Regions from separate parts of the Danio rerio genome. Here region 2 is linked to region 1. Evidence: chromatin contacts called from public Hi-C data. All regions are on one chromosome and are shown on one strand. Each heading gives the region's core, a stretch centred on a gene start, on an enhancer-like site or on the middle of the called end of the contact. The rest is flanking DNA. Distances are from core to core; before and after follow the strand shown. Region 1 overlaps LOC137489337 (a long non-coding RNA gene). Region 2 holds the start of pax6a (paired box 6a).

Region 1 (4,453 bases), core at 981-3,480:
AAGAAAATAAAATATGAACAACAAATTTTAATAATTAAAAGTGACAAAAATATTCAGCCTAAATTAAAAGCAACAGCAAAAAAGTGAGTCTTGAAAAGTTTCTTAAAACAGTCTAGAGAAACAACATTCCTGATGCTGATGGCTAGACATTTAGTTATTGCCCAGCAGGCACATGACATCTTACAATGTTAATATTACGTTAGATTTCGTTTGTAATGTCAGGTGACCAAATTTCAATTCCTTGCCAGTGTCTATAAACAATCAAATTTTGTTGTCCAATAACGACGTCAAATGACGTTGATATTTGGTTGATTTTGGGTTGTGTTGGAAAGTGACCAAAATCCAACATCCAGCCAACATCATAAACAAGTCATATTGATGTCAAATACTTATATTTATTCGTCAGTTATGGCAAATAAAATCCAGTATCTGATAGACCTCATATTGGTAACGTTCACACAACGTCAAGCTGTAACATCCTTAGATCATTTCGGTCATCATACAGTAAACATCTGTGATCTTCTCATCAGTGACATGCATCTACAGTCTCTGGGTTCATGCGTCTTAAGATTTTAGACATCTTCTTGGACACTTTTAATAGCACCTTTCACACAGTGATACCGGTAAATATCCGGAAAATTTCCGGAAAGAGTTTACCGGTATATTGAAAAAAGCGCTGTTCACACAGGCGAGGACGTTACGGAACTTTTCCGGAAAAGAGCATTCACACATCCATTCCAAAATAGCGGTAAATTCTGACATCATTCACCACATGAATGAGCTTTAAACGGCTGCGTTTGTATTTGTAAACATTTGACTAAATTACAAACTCTGTGGATGATCAATATTGTGAACAATTTTCGCAGGATCACTTTCGCATGTCGAGATGTTCATAATATGTGCGTGTGCAGGCGCTCACAGGCTGTTTCACAGGCACACGAACGTAAACAAACAACGGCTTATCATAAGCATCTCATCGATGATTATTTACACAGTTGGCATTAAGAAGAACATATAAACGTGATCTGACTAACTTCTAGCAGCTAAATGTGTCTGGAAAAATATTCAAAGGCTTTTATTCTCACAAACCGCGCGGACGTAAATGCGTCTGACTGTTGTGATTGGCTAAAGCAGACTTCTCACGTCAGCACGTTCTAGACGTGCACGCGCTTATTACGGGAATCTTCCTTCTGCATTCACACAGCGCAGCATTCCGGCAAATTGCCGGTAATGTTACAACTTCTCTTTCCGGAAAATAGCCAAAACGAATTTACCGTTATTTTCAAAAAGGACCTGTTCACACATACAACCTTTCCGGAAAATTGCCGGCAATTTTCCGGAAAGGTCTGTATGTGTGAAAGGGGCTATTGATTCTAAACAGTTGCTGCAATTATAAATATTATTAAAAATCGCAACGTTTCAGATTGATTTTGATTAAACGCACAGCCCTACCACCCATGGTCTTAAGTTTACAGAGTGGCTGATACAGTGTGAGTCCAGGTGCAGGATGAAGAGGTGGAAGTGGCGAGAGTTAAAGTTAAATTGTCTGTAGTTTATGTGTGTGAATGGAAATGTATGGGTGATTCCCAGTGATGGGTTGCAGCTGGAAGGGCCTCCGCTGCGTAAAAACATATGCTGGATAATTTGTCGGTTCATTCCACTGTGGTGACCCCTGATTAATAAAGGGACTAAGCTGAAAATAAAATAAATAAATAAATGTCCTAAAAACGCATTAAGATCCAATCAATTTTTTTAAAATACTAAAATATCTGAGCTACAGACACACACAATTGACTTTTAAAAAAATCTTTATATCTTTAATGTTAGCAATCATATAACTTGTGTTTTATTTACCACCTACACACAGAAAAAGCTAATACTCTATACAACACAATTGAGAGCTTCATTCTCTTCCTCAAATTTGCTCTTTGACATGTAATTAAGTTGTTTTTCTAATGAGCGCGGTTAATGTAATGTGCACCTAATGCACCTGTCATGAGGTGTTGTGCGTGTGTTTCCGCATGTCTGTGCATTTATATATATAATTATATATGTCATAGTTTGCAATGTTTGTGTGTCCTGGATTGCATGCATGTTTTTGCGTGTGTGTCCTCTTCAGTTCCCCCAGGGTTCCTGGTCACCTCCTCAGCAAACAGACGACTTTGCCAAGCTGTGGCTAAACCACCTTCTGCAGAGCCTCACACCCCAGGACACACACACACACATGCACAGCCCTGAGTGGACGAACACAGCTGCTGTCCATGCCCCACAGTGAGCACTTCACACACACTCACACAGGGTCGTGTCACTCTGCCTGCCTTTCGTTTGGGACATGCTGAGGTTTCCTGTGATGGTTAGAGATAGACTGAAGAGATTTTGCACAGAGGCCTAATCTGACAAACACATTTCTAAATACACATATGTTCTAATGCTGTACCACTTTAACTTTCTAGATTTTAATGTGACAAAACTAGTATGAGATAGAATGTCTACCTAGTCAATTAGTTTAATTTAATTAATTTTTAAAAATTATTTTTCTGAGGCCCAGAATATGATTGCCTCTGAGGAAATGTATGGAAGCCATATAGCTAAAATATGTATGACTCACTGCATGCTGCTGACCTATATATTCCATACTTAAAGGGCACCTAGGTTACCCCTTTTTTCATTTCATTAGGAGAAAGGGGAGTCTGAGCTCAGAAAGGCTCTCCTAAATTCATCCATTTGGTTTATTCCTTTGTGTATCAGGGATTGCCATTGTGGAATTAGGGCTGGGCAATATGGCAATGATGCAATCTCGATAATTTTTTTCCTATTGAATGATAACGATATATATATTTCGATATACGTTGTTGCTTCCAGATTTAAGAGCGTACACCAAAAATGACTGAAGCCACAAAAATAAGAGGGTCCATTAACTGACATAACATATTTAAAATTTTCGGTGGCCAACATTTCAGTACATGTTTAATATTAACATACATTTATATTCCCATTACTGCACATTTCAGCTGTGTGATTGGCTCAATATATAGTAAAAAAGTCCAGAGCTTATCATTGTTATTGACAAAAGTTTTGTTGCGATTCAATATAATATCGTTTATCAGCAGTGGGTGCGGTTACATTCGTAACACAGTACTAAAAACACTCAAACGCACACTGGACTTTTCTCCCCAGAGACTTCCATTCAGACTGATGCGAATGCAGCAGACCGGAAACGCAAGCTTTTGCGACAAGTTTCACAGTTCACTGCATTGGAAAGTTCAAGCTTAGGAAACTCTGACCTGCGAAATCACATCATGTGATTGCGTAAGACCAATCGAAGATCAAAACATGATCTCTCTGGACAGAAATGTAAAATATTAACAAATCGCTCGCTTTTTTAATGTTTAATCATCTTGTAGTTTTACATGCTCAAACTCTAGCGTGACCGCGGCTTGAGGTAAAAAAAATCTAGATATTTATGCATGTTTGGATTTGTCTGATTGGTAAATTATGTGATGGCTAATATGGGACCATCCTTGGTCGATTATATGCAAGCGATCCTCTCGAAATTAGCTTATAAATAAACTTCTCAAATTAAATCTAATGTAATGCATATAATAATAATATATTGCAAAATACAATGCATTTTCCATCCATACTAGATGTAGCAACGCAAAGTCATTCTGAAGAGATTTACAAATTTAGAACAGTATGAAAGCCACATAAATAAAACATAGTCGGTTGTTGCTAGATCGGTTATGGTTGTGCCCGAAAGTTAACGAGAATAATTTAATTATTTATTAAATTTCCAATTTATTAGTAATGTCTACCCCTACACCAACCCTAAAAACAGTAATTATACAGAGTATTATTTATACTATCTATAATATTAAATTGTAAATTTTAACCCCTACCCCCACCCCAACCCTAAACCCAACCGTCACAGGTAGAAACAGTAGTTGTACCGAGTATTATTTATGCTATCTATGAAATTATCCAATAAATTGTATTTTTTAATGCCTACCCCTACCCCAACCCTAAACCCAACTGTTACAGTGCTGTAAAAATATTAATTATTATTATACAGTTGACATAAAAAATGCTGCTATGTTAATGTGCATATCGCACTTCCGTCCGGCAGTGTATCTGATCTAGGCTTTACCAATATAGTCCTCATCATGTACCGTACACTAGAATTCAGCACTATAATACTAATTTCTTTAGAAAATATGTATTTTTAAAGCCAGTCTACAAAAACTTTCAAATTAGAGTGTGTGTGTTTTCTCTGTGTGTATGATCTCTCTTTCAAGTGTAAAAACTCTTGTCTGTTCGCATTACTTTTGCCACCTCCTCCCTACTGTAGCTAATTACTGTACAAACAGCCTACAGGTTTCACACACACAAACACTCACGCACACACACAGCTTCACAAACGCAGGTCTGTCTGCAAATATCATGTGACAGGGCA
Region 2 (4,453 bases), core at 627-3,126, 290 kb after region 1:
CCCATCAATTAGCACAGTTCGGATTAGCAGTCAGCGGTGTTTGGTCATGAAAAAGAACCTAATCTTGTCGCTATTTCCCTCGGGCAGAATAGACCATGCCTCGCCTCTCACTAAAAGTTTTAAACAGGGAGAAATAATAATAATAAGGGGCGGGGATAGGACTGAATGCAAATGACGTCAGTGAGAGCGAGTGAGATAGACTGGCTCTTATTAAGGCAATGTGGGAAAGGTTTATCGTTATGGCCAGTGCAAGACCCACATCCAGTCACCATGTTCTGGGGGATGGGGCTTTTTTGATGCGGTTGCCCACAGCGACATAGACCACCGCACTGGCAAAAGGGCCCTTCTGTTTAACGCCATGTTCCAACAGAAGCAAGTTACACCTTATTCTATTTCATTAAGCTATAATAGACAGAAGATGTGGCTGGCTAATAATTTTCATAATTATTTCTGTTCTTTCTTTCACAGATTAGAGGAGAGATGCGGAGATTTGTTTTGCAGCCTTAAGATTTGAATTGTTTTTAGTTATTGAATGTGATATAAAGGTAGTATTTAAATTATTTCGATAACCTGACGTGTCTCAGTTGTGACAGAGTTTATGGGCCGTGTAATCTGCATTCAGGGCAAAGTTTATGCATAGGAGGTTAAGTGGGAACTTTATTTTTGAAGTTTCTTGCTGTATTTTACTAGGCTATGAAAATGCAGTTGCATGGAAGCACGTGATTATATTTCTAATAATCTAATAGTCTCTAAATGCAATAACTGCTTTATGAAAAGAACTGCATTACATTGGGTGTGTGTGTGTGTGTGTGTGTGTGTGTGTGTGTGTGTGTGTGTGTGTGTGTGTGTGTGTGTGTGTGTAACTTTATGGCAAACACGACACTAGAAGAAAAAAAATGTTTACTTTAGTAGCAGTACATGTTATATGCTAGACGTTATAACTAAATTATATACGTTTATTTTATAAATGCAATATTGTAATATTATTATTATTATTAATTATTTTTAAAAAGTATAAAACGGTATTGTATTTTGAAACAAATACACCATGTTATGCAACTTAATCGCAAAGTTATACGTCCAATATGTAAGTTGCTTTGTTTAATATGCTACAATTAAATAAAGACTTGCTGATCCGGAGCGATTCATGATAATAAAAATGCTTTTTTAAAACAGCACAGAAGTTAGCAACTCAGCAAACTGTTTTAATTATTAAACTGTTTACTCTCATATGGCATAACATTTCTCATCATTCCCGGTGACGGTCTTCAGTTTTATAAATGTCTTTCAATACTTAATAAATCAATAATACGATATTATGCTGTACATAAAGCAATTTAGCATACTGGCGAGTATTGTGCACTGGGCAGAGAATAAATTAATTTCACGGCATAGTTTCATTGGAAAGTATATGCCAGTCAAATTTACAGTATTCTCGTGATTAACTCAATTTGTCAGCGCGATAATGTGATGTCGTAACATGGGGCAAATGTGTAAAGTAGAATTTAGAACTAAACTAACTTACCTCAATAAACCCGTTCCGATAGCAAAACATTCGTAATGGATTTCGTTATGAGACGCACGGTTCCAAGTTTCAAGTGAAGAGTAATGAGTGTCTATGGAGCCCCTCCGGATCCGAATCACAAAACTAGTCCCAAAGTAAATAATATCCAGTCCAACAAGGGAACCTCGAAAAGAGAACCTCGGAAAAGGTTGTGAGAGATTGCAAACCCCTTTGTGAAGTCGACGAAAATACTAGCCTGTTTAACAGATGAAATCAGGTCGAATATTGGACTCTCCCTCTTCTTTCTTACGAGACACGCAAACCTCGGACGTTAACCGTGTTGTCTTGAGTTCAAAATACCTCTTTCTTTAAACGTGGTTCGGAATATAAAAAAGACATCTCCTTCTCACCATCAACTTTCTCTTAATATTAACCTCAACCTGGCAGTGATTGGCTGGAGTGACAGACCACGTCACACTTGACGCCATTTATCATTCTCCAAACCGGGAAGTTGAAGGAACGGCTGTCTGCTGCGTGCGGATATGCAGAGCATAAACTATATCAAGTTTCTTTGAGGTTCCTCTTATTTCAAGCCACCATTTAATGAATGCACGAATTAGTTATTTTGTAGCGTAGCCTACACAAACACATGTAAGAACACTTTTTAGTTGACACACACAAGCAACAATATTTTGAAGAGGGTGTTCAAAAAACATAACAAATAAACAGTTTATTGCTGTTTATAAACTCACCAACAGAATATATTTATTTTTAGGCCTACACAAAGTGGCTGAAAACTCTAAAGTCACCGTATTTGCTATATAAGCTACTGCTTGAGCTCGTTTGTGTCAAAGGACAACATTTTGATTGCAATATGAATCCATAGTCAGAACATAAATGCTATAGGTATAATTTTGCTTATTTAAAAACTAAAATCTTTTACACTTTAAAAGGTTCGGGATGGATGGTTTCATGTCCATTTTCATTCCATACTTATTATTCCTATTTATAGTTGATAAGGGGTTTTATTACAATGTATTTTACACTGTTAAAACGTAAATAACTTTTTTTAAACTTTCTTTAAACCAATGGCTTCATTGTGAAAGCCTTTTTTTGGGTTTTCCTAGCAGCTTTATTTTTATGAGTGTATTTTGTGGCCTGTTGTTGCTTTAAAAGACGTTATTGCTAATAGTTGCCTAATTTAAGATTACATCTCAATTTACATTTCTGAAAGAAAGAACACAGACATAAGAATCAAATGCTGCACCGTTTAGACCCCGCGAAACCGGCGCAACCCAGCAGAGATCTTGAAATCTCCACTGGAAACCGCACGGCCTGTCCCCGCTTATCAGGCTGTCAATAAAACGAGATGGGGATGCTAAAGCCGGGCCAGGTGCTGTCTCTCCCTCTCTCTGCTGGCCTGCACTCCAGAGCGCGATCAGGCGTAAACTTAAATCTGTCCAGCCAGCTTTCCCTTACGCCGACCCTCTGCTTCCAAGCGTGTGTATGTGTGTTTGGGAGAGAGAGGGAAAAGCAAGGGAAGCCCTCCGGCACACATAATCATTGCTTACTTATCATGGGGATCCATCTTATCATTTTCACCGACTTTATATATTGGAACATTAGCGAGTGTTAAATGTTCAGTAACATAAATACTTTATAACATATACTTTTAAAATTTATTCCTATTTACTATTATTTTACAATATCTCGTTATCTCGTTATTTGATATTTAGATAGATACATTAGATAGATAGATAGATAGATAGATAGATAGATAGAGAGATAGATAGATAGATAGATAGATAGATAGATAGATAGATAGATAGATAGATAGATAGATAGATAGATAGATAGATAGATAGATAGATAGATAGATAATTTAGATAGATACATTAGATAGATAGATAGATAGATAGATAGATAGATAGATAGATAGATAGATAGATAGATAGATAGATAGATAGATAGATAGATAGATAGATAGATAGATAGATAATTTAGATAGATACATTAGATAGATAGATAGATAGATAGATAGATAGATAGATAGATAGATAGATAGATAGATAGATAGATAGATAGATAGATAGATAGATAGATAGATAGATAGATAGATAATAAAAAGTTCTGCAGATTTTGGATTTTTGAGCGTGTGTGTGTGTGTGTGTGTGAGTGTGTGAGTGTGTGTGTGTGTGTGTGTGAGAGAGAGAGAGAGAGAGAGAGAGAGAGAGAGAGAGAGAGATACCCTACATAAATAATATAACATTTTCAAAATATTTTGGACAGTTTGAGTGGCAAAGTAAATAACTTTATAAATGTTGTTTATTATGCTCTTGGGATAATCGATGTATTGCTTTTTCTGTTTCATTTTCTTGTAGTTGGATATTACAGGCAGTTAAATGCTTGTGTGTTTATGCTATTATATTAATTAGAAGTTAATCAAATCAATTTAGATTTTATATAAATACAAAATCATGACGGCCAGTTTAAATCATCATGAACACAGAATCACTCGTGTGGATAATTTATACACCTGACAAAATATTTGTGGCACTAGTCGTGATTTCATTGAAGGTGGATTTGTATTATTATTAATATTATTATTATTCTTTCTTTTCTTTTTTTTCACACGCTTGTGTGTTTATGGTTTTATTTGTTCAGGCGACTTTATCTGAAGTCCCTCGGGGTGATTGGATGCAGTTTGTTCTAAGTCGACAGCTTCGCCCTGTATGTTAGAAATTAATTTTTGCTCAACGAGACAAGCCTAAGTTCGATATTCAATGTATTAAAAGGCGCGTCGAGCAGAAAGACATTGATTATTCTCTAATCCCAAACTGTTTGCAGAAGACACTGTGTTTGTGTACAAAATACGTTTCGTATTTTTCATTAAGACTCACCGCAGAAATCAGACACTAAAATATTAGGACAAAGTCAAAAACTATGCAA

The links. A called contact is a pair of places that touch in the nucleus more often than the background predicts.
Region 2: a contact with region 1 is called in a Hi-C map of embryo, with 3 times the contacts expected there. The contact joins the promoter of pax6a here to the enhancer-like site in region 1. A contact is called at or near these places in 2 of 18 Hi-C or Micro-C datasets (embryo and an unstated tissue).

The regions. Positions count from the first base shown.
Region 1 is chr25:15,695,446-15,699,898 of GRCz12tu, forward strand. All of the region lies in intron 2 of LOC137489337 (a long non-coding RNA gene), which reads right to left. Among named protein-coding and RNA genes, the nearest start is that of mpped2, 61 kb to the left of the region's middle. Within about 2 kb of position 2,231, at least 3 of the 62 cell types and tissues checked have an H3K27ac peak or open chromatin away from gene starts, as enhancers often do.
Region 2 is chr25:15,990,297-15,994,749 of GRCz12tu, forward strand. It overlaps pax6a (paired box 6a), which reads right to left and starts at 1,877. Exons shown (of 13, transcript NM_131304.1): 1 at 1,526-1,877. It also overlaps a transcript of dnajc24 not described here.